2 separate regions of the Mus musculus genome follow, and region 2 is linked to region 1. The links are chromatin contacts, called in public HiChIP or PLAC-seq maps. All regions are on one chromosome and are shown on one strand. The core of a region is the stretch at or near the end of the contact, and the rest is flanking DNA. Distances in the headings are between cores, read along the strand shown. Region 1 has its middle 22 kb from the start of Gm33149. Region 2 has its middle 41 kb from the start of Rpap3.

Region 1 (6,289 bases), core at 3,598-6,097:
GAAAGCATGACCAAAAAGATGTTGAAGTTGTCTTGTTTCCCATGGATAATGAGGTAACCAGAGGAATATTTGGTTTTACAATGGGTCTGCTTGTGAAAGATGCACTCAAAGCTAAGGATTAATATGTGCCTGCTGGTGGCTGAAAGAAGATCTGTATGCCAGGAATGTGGAGGGCACTTCAGTGCAATGGACTTTGTCTTGAACTCCCAGGAGGTATGCATATGTATATACATATACACACACACATATGGAATACACACACACACACACACACACACACACCACTTCAAAAAACTCCAGTGTACCTGAAAGATAACAGAGCTTCCAATAAAAGTGAAGAAATGAAGGAGAGTTCTGATGTTCAGTTTTGCCCCTGAAGAGCTTAGAGGTCATCTTTTGACCCACCCAAGTGAAAGGTTGTACATTCTGAAAACTAAGTCTTCTGAAATCTCTAAAAGAAGTGAGCCCACAGCACAAGCTCCTGTCCCGAGACTGTGCAGAATCTCAACTTACTGAAGCAGAGATCTCCGTGGAAACCAGTGCCCTGAGACAAAACCCACAACTATGATCAATGCATTGTTGGAGACTCAGTGTGGACAGGTTTGAGGCTATGAGGAGACTGTACGGGTAGAGGGGTTGTGAGTTGTGCCTGCAGAGCATAGCCTAGTTCCATAACGCATACGGGTAGAGGGGTTGTGAGTTGTGCCTGCAGAGCATAGCCTAGTTCCATAACGCATATCAAGAGTTAACTTTATCCTTTCAAGCTAGGGCACAGGAAAAGAAGCCATTCTGGATGCACCCAAGGGCTGTTTTAACAGGACCCTCTAGAGGAAACTGCCAAAGCAGGACCTAATGGACCTGAATGAAGACACTCTAAGTTCAAGATGCTCTAGCATCTAAGTAGGAGAAAGAGATGCTGAACTCAACCTCCTCCAACCTTCTGTTTGAAAAGAAGAGAAACCTCTAACTCCATATTTGTAACCATTCTGCCTCTTTTGGAGCCTGGCGATTAAGAACTGCTTGTCAAGTTCACAGTCCAGAGTCCCAGGCTCTGTAAAAGGCAGGCTTATTCACAGAACTACAGACTCCCTCTTACCACCACACTCCTAATTAGGGACAAAGGGGCCTACATACGGCTGTTCCATTAGCTCAGTACATCATGTTCAGTTATAAAGAGTGAAATCCACAAGGCATACCAAAGGGTAAAGCATGATTTGAAGAGACAGCAAGTATGAGAACCAGAGAGCAGGGAGGTTGGCTCTATTAGGCCAGGAATGTTAAACAACTAAAATTAATGTGATGAGGAACCTAATGGATAAAGCAGACAGCAGACAGACATAGCAGGGTGATAAAGGCATTGAAATGGAAATCTCAGGAAAGAGCCAAGCACAAATTCCACAAGATGGGAAAAGGAGGTGGTGGTGGAGAAGGAAGAGGAGGAGGAGGAAGAGGAGGAGGAGGAGCAGAACAAGAAGAAGGGCAAGAAGAACTAAAAGAAGAAGAGGAGGAAGAGAAAAACAACAACAATAAAGACTAGAAGAAGAAGAGGAAAAGAGGAAGAAGGAGGAGAAGGAGAATTAGAAGAAGAAGGAAGAAGATGACAATCACTGTGACAGAAATAAACAGTACTATGAGGAGCCTGTCAGCCATACTGGACAGAGCCAAGCACAGCCTCTGAATTTGAGGATCTGTCAACAGAAACACCAAGACAACACAAAGACAACAGACACCAAAGAAATTAATAGACTATCTAAGAGATGCGGGGAAACAATGAACGGTGCGATCTACACACAACTGCAGCACCAAAGAGAAGGAGGCGACGGACTAATATAACATTGGAAGCAACGACGGCTGAGATTCTACATCAGATACCACAACGTGGTACAGTCTTAACTCGCAAACGGACTTGCTGACCTGAAAATGTGCATGTATATGTACCGTGTCAGACTCAAGGACGTAAACCGTGTAAACGTGGGGAAAATAAAGTAGAATGGATCCCAACCCCCACCCTAACCAAAGCAAGCCACAGAGACGCGCCATCTGTATTCAAATGACGGGGGGAAAATGAAGATAAAAGAAAAATTATTATTGAAAGAAGAAAACATCCACACATCACCTATAAATAAGCCGAGGCAGGAGCCGAGGCAGGAATCTATCGGCGTCTCTGTGCGCGGGAAATGGAGTGACGTATTCAGGAAATGACGTATTCAGGGTTGTGAGCGACACCCAGCACTGACCTAGAATTCTGCATCTTTCAAAAGCATCTCCTGAGAACGCAGTAAGGCAGGAAGGCCTCATCAGCAAACAAGAGCTGACGATGTCTCTGCCTGCAGATCTGGCAAACGTTACCTGAAAGTCTTTGGGAGCTGGGGACATCATTCAGCTGTAATGTGCTTGCTTCCCAGTCAGGAAGTCGCAGGTTCAACTCCCCACAGGGCATAAACTGGGCGTGACAGCCCCTGTCTATAATAACTACCAGCACTTGGGAGGTAAAGGCAGGAGGGTCGGAAGCTCAAGGTCACCCTCGGCTACACAGCAAGTTGGAGGCTAGCCTGGGCTACACAAGACCCCATCTCCTGTGCTGGGTCCTCTATTCTATTAGGATATTCTATTAGGATAGAAGAAAAAGAAATTATATAGTTTAGAAATGTATAGATACATAAAGGAAGAGCACGAAGGAGGATTAAGTGAAGGCTTAATTTTATATTTTTATTAAGTGGAAGTTAATTTTATATTTTATAAATATAAATATACATTTATTATATATATATAAATATAATTACATATACATAGATTTTATATTTATAAAAATTTAAAAAATTTCTTGGGTTTGCTCATAACTTTTTTTTTAATTTTACCTTTTCCAAAACTATTTTGCTATTTTTAATTGGTTATAACAGATAGCCATTTATAATCATAACAAGTATGTATTTGATTATGTGTATATCATATATATGCTTACAGCTACAGAATGCTTATGTGTAAGTAAAATGAACTGTGCACACGATTTAAGGACAGAGGGGGGAATTAATATTTCACTGTTATAATGTCATTGTGGTGGTCTGAATATGCTTTGTCAATGGGAAGTGGCACTATTAGAAGGTGTGGCCTTGTTAGAGGAAGTGTGGCCTTGTTAGAGGAAGTGTGTCACTGTGGAGGTGGGTCTTTGAGGTCTCAAATATATGCTTAAGTCTGGCTGGTGTGATCTAGAGTCTCCTCCTGGCTGCCTTCTGATCAAGACGTAGAACTCTCTGCTCCACCAGCACCATGCCTACCTGGATGCTACTGTGCTCCCTGCATTGATGATAATGGACTGAATCTCAGAACCTGTAAGTCAGCCCCAATGAAATGTCCTTATAAGAATTGCCTTGGTCACGGTGTCTCTTCACAGCAACAGATACCCTAACCGAGATAGTCATCAAATATCATGACTTGGTACAGTCTCACTTGAAAATGGACTTATGGCTTGATCCTTGTGTGTTCCAGTGCACACATTTAAAAGGTGTAGGGATGGGGTGTGTGTAAAATGATATGCTAAGAAAAGAAAGAAAATACATGTATATAAAATGCTCAGTTAAAACACAACACCAGGAATGTGCACTGGGAATTCCAGCCCTCGGGGGGATTGCAACAGGTTCTGGCTAGTACCATCTATCTTGCAAGTTCTCTGTGGCTTTGAGCTCTGTTTAAAAATAAAAGGCAACAATGACAATAAAAAAGCATTTTAAATTCACAATAAATGAAGTCAAGTAAAAGCTAAAATAAAATAGGAACAAAGTACGCAGAAACCAATAATGAACTCAGTAAATACTGAGTGACTCGTGTGTCAGTGTTCTGAATATACCTACTAAAATGCTGGCCCGTGGAGGAGAAAAGATCCCATGACCTTGTGAGCAAGTGGGGGTGGGGTGGGTGTGGGGAGGGGGTGTGGGAGAAGTCAGAGTGGAGCAAAGTGGGGTGGACTTGAGCAAAGTCACATTGTATGCACGTACAAGAGTCTTGAACACAAAAGGGCCATGTGTCAGATTTGGTGGAACCTTTGTTATGGGAGGAGCTGGGGGAAGGGAGTGGATATGTTAAAGACACTGTAAGAAATTCTCAGAGAATAAGAAACATCGTTTAAAATTAAAAACAAACACCGCTGCTAACATCCTGATCAACAGTGAAAAACTAGAAGCTTTCCACATGGATCAGGAGCAAGGAAAGGACTTCTTAAATAACACTCCTTCTCAGCATCTTACGGGAGTTTTAGTTAACTCGCTGGGACAGCAAATCAGTCAAAGGCTAAGGTACTGAGAAGGACAAAAGTCCATTCACAGACGACACAGCATCCACATAGAAAAGTCAAGGCATGGGGTATTGTAACTCAGCGAAAGAAACTCGTCTTTACACAGAAGACCGTGGGCTCAATCCCAACACAAACAAACAAACAAACAAAACCAACCAACCAACAAAACGTCAGGCAGGAGGAAGGAGGAGACAGGAAAAAAGGAGGGGAGGAGAAGGAAAAGAGAAAGAAAAGGAGAAGAGAATTCCAGGAGGGACTTTCCTATTTAATTTGAGGAATGTTAATAACCCTAGTATCTCCATTATTGATAATGAGATCCTGTTAGTCAATCAGGCATCTTCTAAATTCAGCGCTTCCTAATCGATACCAGCTAAATGAGCAAGGCAAGTCAATGACTGACGCTGCTGTTTCACGGCAGTCAGAATCTGCTGAGTAACTTATTCTACCTAATAACTGCAGCTCATGGTAACTGAGAACTTGGGAAGTGCCAAGAATAGGGCTAGTATTTGCGGTGGTTTGGATAAGAATGGCTCATATACTTGCATGCTTAGTCACCAGGGAGTGGCACTCTTCCATAGGATTAGAAGGTATGGCTTTGTTGGAGGAAGTGTGGTATTGTGGGTGTGCCTTGGGGTTTCAAAAACCATGCCAGGTTCTGTCTCTCTCTCTCTCTCTCTCTCCCTGCTTCCCTCTGTGTGAGTGTGTGCTTGTGAAACAGAGTGTGACTCTCGGCTACTGCTTCAGCTCCATGTGTGCCACAATGCTTCCTGCCATGATGATAATGAACTAATCTCTCTGAAACTGTAAGCCAGACCCCAATTCAATACTTCCTTTTGTAAGAGTTGCCTTGGTCATGGTGTCTCTTCCCAGCAAAAGAACATTGACTAAGACAGTCTCATCAGTAGTACTAGCAAGTGCAGCTTATCTGTTGAGGAAACAGAGATTACTAGGGGTGAAATAAACAATAGAAAGACACAGGTCCAACACTGGTGGGACAGGATGTAGAGGAATTTTAATCCAGGAACATGGCTGCTCTAATCACATCCAAAGACCTAGGTCTGTGTGATCTATTGGAATTTAATGTCACATGCCTTTCATCCCCCTGGCTGGAATATAGACATGCCTTTACTACACACCATTAAGGTAAGGTTAGTTTATAGAAGGAAGCAGCCATGTTTGAAAGTGATTTCTAATCGAGGGGCAGACAAAGTGATGGATCAGAGAAGGACTTGGCAGAGTCAGAGAAGGGATATGCCCATTTCTCGTGAGAACAGACAGGAAAGAGCTAGCTCAAGAGGGGAGCATGGAAAAGAGGGGGAGAGAGGCAGTTTTTACGGGGACAGTTTTACAGAGACAGGTTCCAGATGAAGACAGAAGGAGCCAGAGAAGGATCCAGAAGATTAGAACAGATTGCCAGAGTTAGTTTGAGGCCAAGCAGAGCAATTTAGTGAGAAGCCAAGAGAAGCCAGATTGAATCAGTCATCTTGGAGGGGAGTTTGAGCCAGAGCAGTTGAGTTGAACCAGCCAGCCAGAGTTCAGAAAGGGCAAGCTTACTCATCAGCCAGCCTCTAAGATGACAATCACACCAGGGATGTACAAGTGACTGTTACAGCAGGGATTTGAGTTCTGGCACGTGATGCCTGGATCCGTTTGTAAGCCTGTCTTCACACAGCTTCAACACAGTAGTAGGAGCCCAGCAACCTCTGCATCACATAGGTAAAGCTTTCTATTCCAGTGACCATCGAATGGTCCTGTGAAAGAGATGCCCGTTCAGCTCCTATAACCTTCTGTTCAAGAATGACTCGCACTTTGCATACTCGGATTACCTAGAAAAATCCAGAACGTTAGAGAAAAGTGATGAACTAATCTGCCTAAGTTGATTTGAAAATGAGGGTAAAGAATGTGATTTTTTTCATGCTTTACATTTATATTTAAATCTGTGGCCAACTTTGAGTCTCTTTCTTTTTTCCTCTACTTCTCTTTCCTCATATTCCTGCCTCC
Region 2 (6,735 bases), core at 3,216-5,715, 530 kb before region 1:
TTCACCAATCACGGGGCCCATGGTAGTATCAGTGACCAGATGGACCTTCCCCAAGCACCGCGTCTACAGTATCACGATCTTTTCTTTTCAGCCCCCAGAACAGAATGCTTGCTTCTAAGCCGCTTAATTGTTTATTATTTTTAAAGCAAACCTGAGCAAAGGCGAGTGGGGACTAGGAAGAATCTGCTCTCTGTGTGGTTATGAGGTTATGCAGAAAGTGGCTTCCACAGGGCAGTGCTTAGTTAGATATTCACGAAACAAGAGAACAATGAAGGAATCCAAATGCCGTGGAATGGGGTCTCCAGACGGAGAGCCTTTGAACGTGCACAAAGCCCTTGCCTGAACATTAAAGACCTTTTCTCATTGTTAAGGAGTATTAGTTCAATTCTCTTGTATAAGATCATGTTCAGAGAGCCACTCCTCTCAAACGTGTTTTGAACACTGAGTGAGAAAGAACACGATTTGCATTTCTGTTTCTCGGTAGAGCTCTCTTTTGTGGGTCACACCACTTCAAATGGACTTAATCATAACGTGTTATTGCTCCAACCGTGTGTTAGTCACTGGACCCGGAGCTTTGCATATAATGTTTAAACTCAGAAAATAAGAGGAGAACAGGTTGTCCTGGGGGTCATGCAGAGGCTACCACGATTTAGACGTCTATGTTCTTTCTTCTGTTTCACTCGGTGACAAAAGCTGACCTTGAGAACACAAAGACACAACAGCTAGAGTTTCCCAGGCTGGCTGTTGGCGTTCTGTTGGCATTACTGCCACCTGCTGGCCATTCAGAAAATAGCAGCACATTTTGTCCACATTTGTTAGCAACCATGAAAGTGAATTTAATTTCTTAGTAAGATGGACTGCTGAATTTGTAAGTCTTTAGTGTGTTGCATTAGTCAGAATGAATACACACACACACACACATGTGCGCGTGTGTGCGTGTGCATGTGCACGCACATGCATGTATATACATATATGTATATTGGAGTCCTGGAGGATCTGAAGAGCTGCTGGCTTTCAGTCTGTGTTGAGAACCTAAAGAAGTTGGATTGAATGCCAGCAGCAACAAGATAGATGAGCTTGCCCAGGAGAGCAAAGTTTCCTTCTTCTGTGTCCTTTATGCAGGCTGCCACCAGAATTGTAGCTCAGATTCAGGGTGGGCCTTTCTGCTTCAAATAATCTGATTAAGAAAATTCCTCATGGGCTGGAGAGATGGCTCAGCAGTTAAGAGCGCTGACTGCTCTTCCTAAGATCCTGAGTTCAAGTCCCAGCAACCACATGGTGGCTCACAACCATCTGTAATGAGATCTGACTCCCTCTTCTGGAGTGTCTGAAGGCAGCTACAGTGTACTTACATATAAATAAATAAATAAATAAATAAATAAATAAATAAATAAATATTAAAAAAAAAAAAAGAAGAAAATTCCTCACAAGAATGCCGGTAGCCTGGGTTTTGGCTGATTCTAGGTACAGTCAAGTTGACAAACAAGATTAGTATCAGATATAAATAGTAAAAATTAGGATATGACTTTTGAATGTGTTATTCAGAAAAAGGACAAAGTGAGTCCCGGGTAGGGTGGGGTGGGGGTGGACATTGGGGGCTGTGACAGAAACAGCTCGTTCTCTCATTTACACAAGAGGCATCTCACAGAGGCTGCATCCGTGTACATCCATCACGATGGTGGTACAGCTAACATCCGTGCCAGCCATGATGGCGGTACAGCTAAAAAGCCAGCACACAGAGAGGGCTGTGGGACTCACCCTGCCCTTGGGCCATAGGCAGGTCAGACAGAGAAGCTGAGTTCCTGGTGCCTTGCCCAGACAGGCGCACAGCTCGAGGCTCACGACCAGTGTCCAGTCGTGGCTAGGCTGGCACGCTGTCTGCCCACCCCAAAGTAGATGTGTATCAGGTCTTTCCAGAGACTTGGAGGGTGTTTTGAAGAAGCAAACCCCCAATATATTTCAGTACATACCTCCACCCCAACCCCCGGTTTAAAATAAACATCATAGTGGACTTTGAAAAGGAAGAAATATCCTGAAAATACAGGTGGGAAGGAGCCGGTGAAAAGGCTCCTTTTTAACGGCGCTGAAGGTGGTGCGGTTGGACAGTGGCTAAATGTCTCTGGTGACTGTCGGGCTGTTAATATGCTGGAGGGCAGTGATGGCACAAGCCTTTAATCCCAGCACTTGGGAGGCTGAGGCCGAGGAAATTCCACGTCCTTAACAATGGGAGAATCTTGAAAAGACAAAGCCCTGAAAGAGAAAGAAGGCAGGAAGTGGGTCTGACGTGCGCCAACCGAGTTTCGGGTTTTGTTTTGTTTCTTTTTTCTTTTTCGAGGCAGTGCGTACGGGAAATTTTATTTTGCCCTTACGTACACACTCTATCACGTTTCAACCTCAAAACCCCGGATAATAACCCTAACACCTCAGTCCCAAGGCTCAAAGCGGACATGGCCAAGTCAGCTCCACCTGTACAATACATGCGTGGAACCCATGTATTCCACATCGTCTCTCAGAGCGTGATTTGTCACTGCACGTCGAGGCACCAGGAGAAAGCTATCACGAATTAACTTTTCAGCACACTAACTGTTAATCAGAGAATTTGTTACAGGTCAATGAAACTAATTGACAACGACCCAAACTCAGGACTAAGGTTTTCATACTATAGTGATAGACACTGGGATTTAATTACACTCTCCTTTACATGTGCTATTATGAAACCAAAGAGTCTTAATTTCGTTAATTAAATTACACTTCATAGATCTGGTGATGATTTGAGTAAATCCAGAACTGCGCCCTTTAAACAGCTGCACTGTTAGCTTCTGGCCAGGAGGTGGCGCTGTGCTTTTCATTTAAGCCCATCGTGACGTTTCAAGCTGGTTGGTTTACCCCATAAACTCTTAAGTACATAGGTGGTACATTGTGAACTTCATCACACGACTGTCCATTGACATTACCCTACATTAAAACGTTAGAAAAAGTGAGTTATAGTAATGGGGTCATATACATTCATAAAAGGGATCTAATGAACACAACATGGTACTCGATGGTTGGGCACCAAAATAGAAACTTAAAAAGACACCACTGCTTAAAACCACAACGCTCACAAAACCAAAACTGCGTCGAAAGAATTATGTTTTGACTGGATCCAGAGTTCTTGACTGACAGCCTTCCTTTTCAATGCTGGGGGGAAAAATGTCAGCGCCACCCTTTGCACCGCGGTGGCTAATGAGAAAAAGCTCTTGCTGGTCCCCTATGGGTGATCCTAGGAGCTTTCTTGCAATGCACACAATTGGTGTTTCTAGTTTGCTGGCGGCCTTTGTAGCTGTTTGGTATGTGAGAAAAACACTAAGCTCGGGGAATTCACACTGTATTCCTCATATCCCAAGGTCCCCGGACAGTCTGTCTGCTTTTGTTTGTTTGGTTTGTTTTTTTGGTTTTTTGTTGTTGTTGTTGTTTGTTTTGTTTTTTTGAGACAGGGTTTCTCTGAATAGGCCTGGCTGTGTAGACCAGGCTGGCCTTGAACTCAGAAATCTGCCTGCCTCTGCCTCCCAAGTGCTGGGATTAAAGGCGTGTGCCACCACTGCCCAGCTACAGTCTTTCTTCTTTTCTCTACTTTACTAGCAGCTTTTTTCCTCCCACTCATCCTTGTCCCCCTCTTCTTCCTCTTCTTCCTCCTGCTCCTCCTCCTTCTTTTGAGACAGGGTCTCATTATGTAGCCGAGGCTATTCTGGAACTCCTTCTGTAGACCAGGTTGGCCTCCAACTAAGTGATCTGCCTGCCTCTGCCTCCCGAGTACTGGAACTAAAGGTGTAAGCCATTGCACCAGGCGTTTAGAATTGTCTTTTAGAATGATCTGTACACGACGTCCTTTCAGTTGTAATTAGCAGTGGAAATATGCAAAACTGCACTGGCTTTTAATCATTTTAAAAATATCTTCTGTACTTAATTCTTAATCTCACCCGGAAATTTCTGGTGTGAGATTAAGACCTCCTTGCCCAACATCCCTGTGCCCACAAGGGGGCAGCAAGGGGCAGAAGCTTCTGGGTGAGATTTAGTGCATGGTAATCTATCTTTAACAGATTATTGTTTGGGTCCCTTCTACACGATTCTGTGGAGTCTCGAAGGCTGGCTCTGGGAAATGTTACAGTTTGAATGTGAAACATCTCCTGCAAGCTCGTGTTTCGGGACATTTGGTCTCCATCTGGTGGCGCTGTTTCGGGAGGCTGTGTAATCTGGACGCTGCACCTAGCTGACAGGCGAAAGGTCTTGAGGGTTATCAGCCAGCTGTTCCTGGCTGACGCCATGGAGCACGCATCTGCCCGAGGCTCCCGCTGCCAGGCTGTGAACGCTGCCACAGTGGGCAGTGTCCTCGCGAGAGAAATCCTTCCTTCTCTAAATTGCTTCTGCCGGGTAGCATCACAGCAACTAGGAAGGCGAAAATACAGAAAGACGGAGCCCTTGAGAGCTGCCTTGCTCCTTCTGTACCACAAGGGGGCAGTAAGAAGGCACCATGTGAGGAAACAGGCTCTCACCAGACACTGAATCTTCCAGGACTTCCCCACCTGTGGTTTTCAGCCTGAATGGGTAGAGATCTAGAGATAGTCATCCCCGTCCTTGGTGCAATAGCCCCCAGGCCACCCCTCTCCCAAGTCCTCATAGTTCCCTCTCTGAAGCTCACTTAGTTCCCAGCCCTTTGCTGTACCAACGAGGTAAAGTCTACAGTCAACATCTCCCTAGTCTGCTATTTGTTCTCTTTGCTTCTAGTCCCTATAAGCCGTTCTCTATCGCAAAGGTAAAAGTAAAAATGTTTATTATTAATGTATACGTGAGAGAGAGAGAGAGAGAGAGAGAGAGAGAGAGAGAGAGAGAGAGAGAATGACAGGTGTGGTTATAGGATAACTCCATGGAGTTGGTGCCCCACATCTAGGGACAGAAAGAACTCAGTTTATCTTCATGGCAAGCATCTTTTTACCCACGTCAGCCACCAAACTTCTAAAAGCACAAGTCAGTTCTTGCCACTGCTGGATTAAGAGTTGGAAAGTTAGGTGCGTGTGGTGGCACAGGGCCTTTTTAGTCCCAGCACTCAGGAGGCAGAGGCAGGCAGATCTCTGAGTGCGAGGCTAGCCTGGTCTAGAGGGAGTTCCAGAACAGCCAGGATTACACAGAGAAACCCTTTCAAAAAATACATAGCAAAAAAGAGAAAATAAAAGAATCTGTAAGTGGTATGTCATTGCACTTTTAATAAAATATAACATCTTTTTAAAAAATTTTAAATATTAATTAAAATTTTTGTATATGAGAGTTTTGCCTCTATGTATGTATGTATGTATGTGTATGTATATATGCATGTATGCATGTGTGTATGTGTGTATGTGTGTATGTATGTGTGTATGTATGTATGTGTGTATGCATGTATATATGTGTGTATGCATGCATGTATGTATGTGCGTATGCATGTATATGTATGTGTGTATGTGTGTATATGTATGTGTGTATGCATGCATGTGTGTGTATGTATGTGTGTATGCGTGTATATGTATGTGTGTATGCATGCATGCATGTGTGTGTATGTATGTGTGTATGCGTGTATATGTATGTGTGTATGCATGTATGTATGCATGTGTGTATGCATGTATGTATATATGTGTGTATGCGTGTATATGTATGTGTGTATGCATGTATGTATGTGTGTATGCATGTATGTATATATGTGTGTGTGCGTGTATATGTATGTGTGTATGCATGCATGCATGTGTGTGTATGTATGTGTGTATGCGTGTATATGTATGTGTGTATGCATGTATGTATGCATGTGTGTATGCATGTATGTATATATGTGTGTATGCGTGTATATGTATGTGTGTATGCATGTATGTATGCATGTGTGTATGTATGTATGTATATATGTGTGTATGCGTGTATATGTATGTGTGTATGTATGCATGTATGTGTGCATGCATGCATGCATGTATGTATGTGTATGCATGCATGTATGTGTGTGTATGTATGTGTGTATGTATGTGTGTATGTATGTCTGTGCACCATGTGGCCAGAAGAGGATATGTGCTCCCCTAGAACTGGAGTTATGAATGATCATGAGTCATTCAGTGGGTGCTGGAAACCCAACTTGGGTTTCTCTGCAAGGGTAGTGAGTACTCTTAACTATGCCAGTCCCGAAATAGGCTTCCTATTCACAGTCTACTAAGCCCCTACGTGATCTACCTGCTGTCTGTTTCAGCCACTAATGCTTATCGATTCTTCCCGTGGTCACTGCGTTCCCAGCACCCCTTGCTCCTTTTCCTCTCTGTTAGTGCTGTCTTATGCTGTCTCAGGGCCTTTGCACCCACCTGCTCGGTCTCACCTCCTCTAAGAGAGCCGCTAACTTCTTCTCTTACTCATGAAACTTTTCTTAAACACTGTTTAATTTTATTCGAGCTCTCTGATATCTTCTGGCACTGTACTGGCTGGTTCTGTGTGTCAACTTGACATAGGCTGGAGTTATCACGGAGAAAGGAGCTTCCCTTGAGGAAATGCCTCCATGAGATCCAGCTGTAAGACATTTTCTCAATTAGTGACTAAGGGTGGGAGGAGCCATTATGGGTGGTGCCATCCCTGGGCTGGTAGATTTGGGTTCTATAAGAAAGCAGGTTGAGCAAGCTAGGGGAAGCAAGCCAGTAAGCAGCACCCCTCCATGGCCTCTACATCAGCTCCTGCCTCCAAGTTCCTGCCCTGTGT

The links. HiChIP or PLAC-seq counts read pairs in DNA pulled down with a chosen protein or histone mark.
Region 2: a contact with region 1 is called in a CTCF HiChIP or PLAC-seq map of the NIH/3T3 cell line, with 5 read pairs. The contact joins two enhancer-like sites. A contact is called at or near these places in 1 of 15 datasets of contacts at CTCF or cohesin (the NIH/3T3 cell line), 2 of 484 Hi-C or Micro-C datasets (embryonic fibroblasts and embryonic stem cells) and 3 of 115 datasets of contacts at active chromatin or transcription factors (T-cell acute lymphoblastic leukemia, embryonic basal ganglia and embryonic stem cells).

What each region holds. Positions count from the first base shown.
Region 1 is chr15:97,137,074-97,143,362 of GRCm38.p6, reverse strand. No RefSeq gene overlaps it. Among named protein-coding and RNA genes, the nearest start is that of Gm33149, 22 kb to the left of the region's middle. Within about 2 kb of position 4,847, at least 11 of the 459 cell types and tissues checked have an H3K27ac peak or open chromatin away from gene starts, as enhancers often do. A contact at or near this core is called in the NIH/3T3 cell line, where this site is marked.
Region 2 is chr15:97,661,606-97,668,340 of GRCm38.p6, reverse strand. No RefSeq gene overlaps it. Among named protein-coding and RNA genes, the nearest start is that of Rpap3, 41 kb to the left of the region's middle. Within about 2 kb of position 4,465, at least 173 of the 459 cell types and tissues checked have an H3K27ac peak or open chromatin away from gene starts, as enhancers often do. A contact at or near this core is called in the NIH/3T3 cell line, where this site is marked.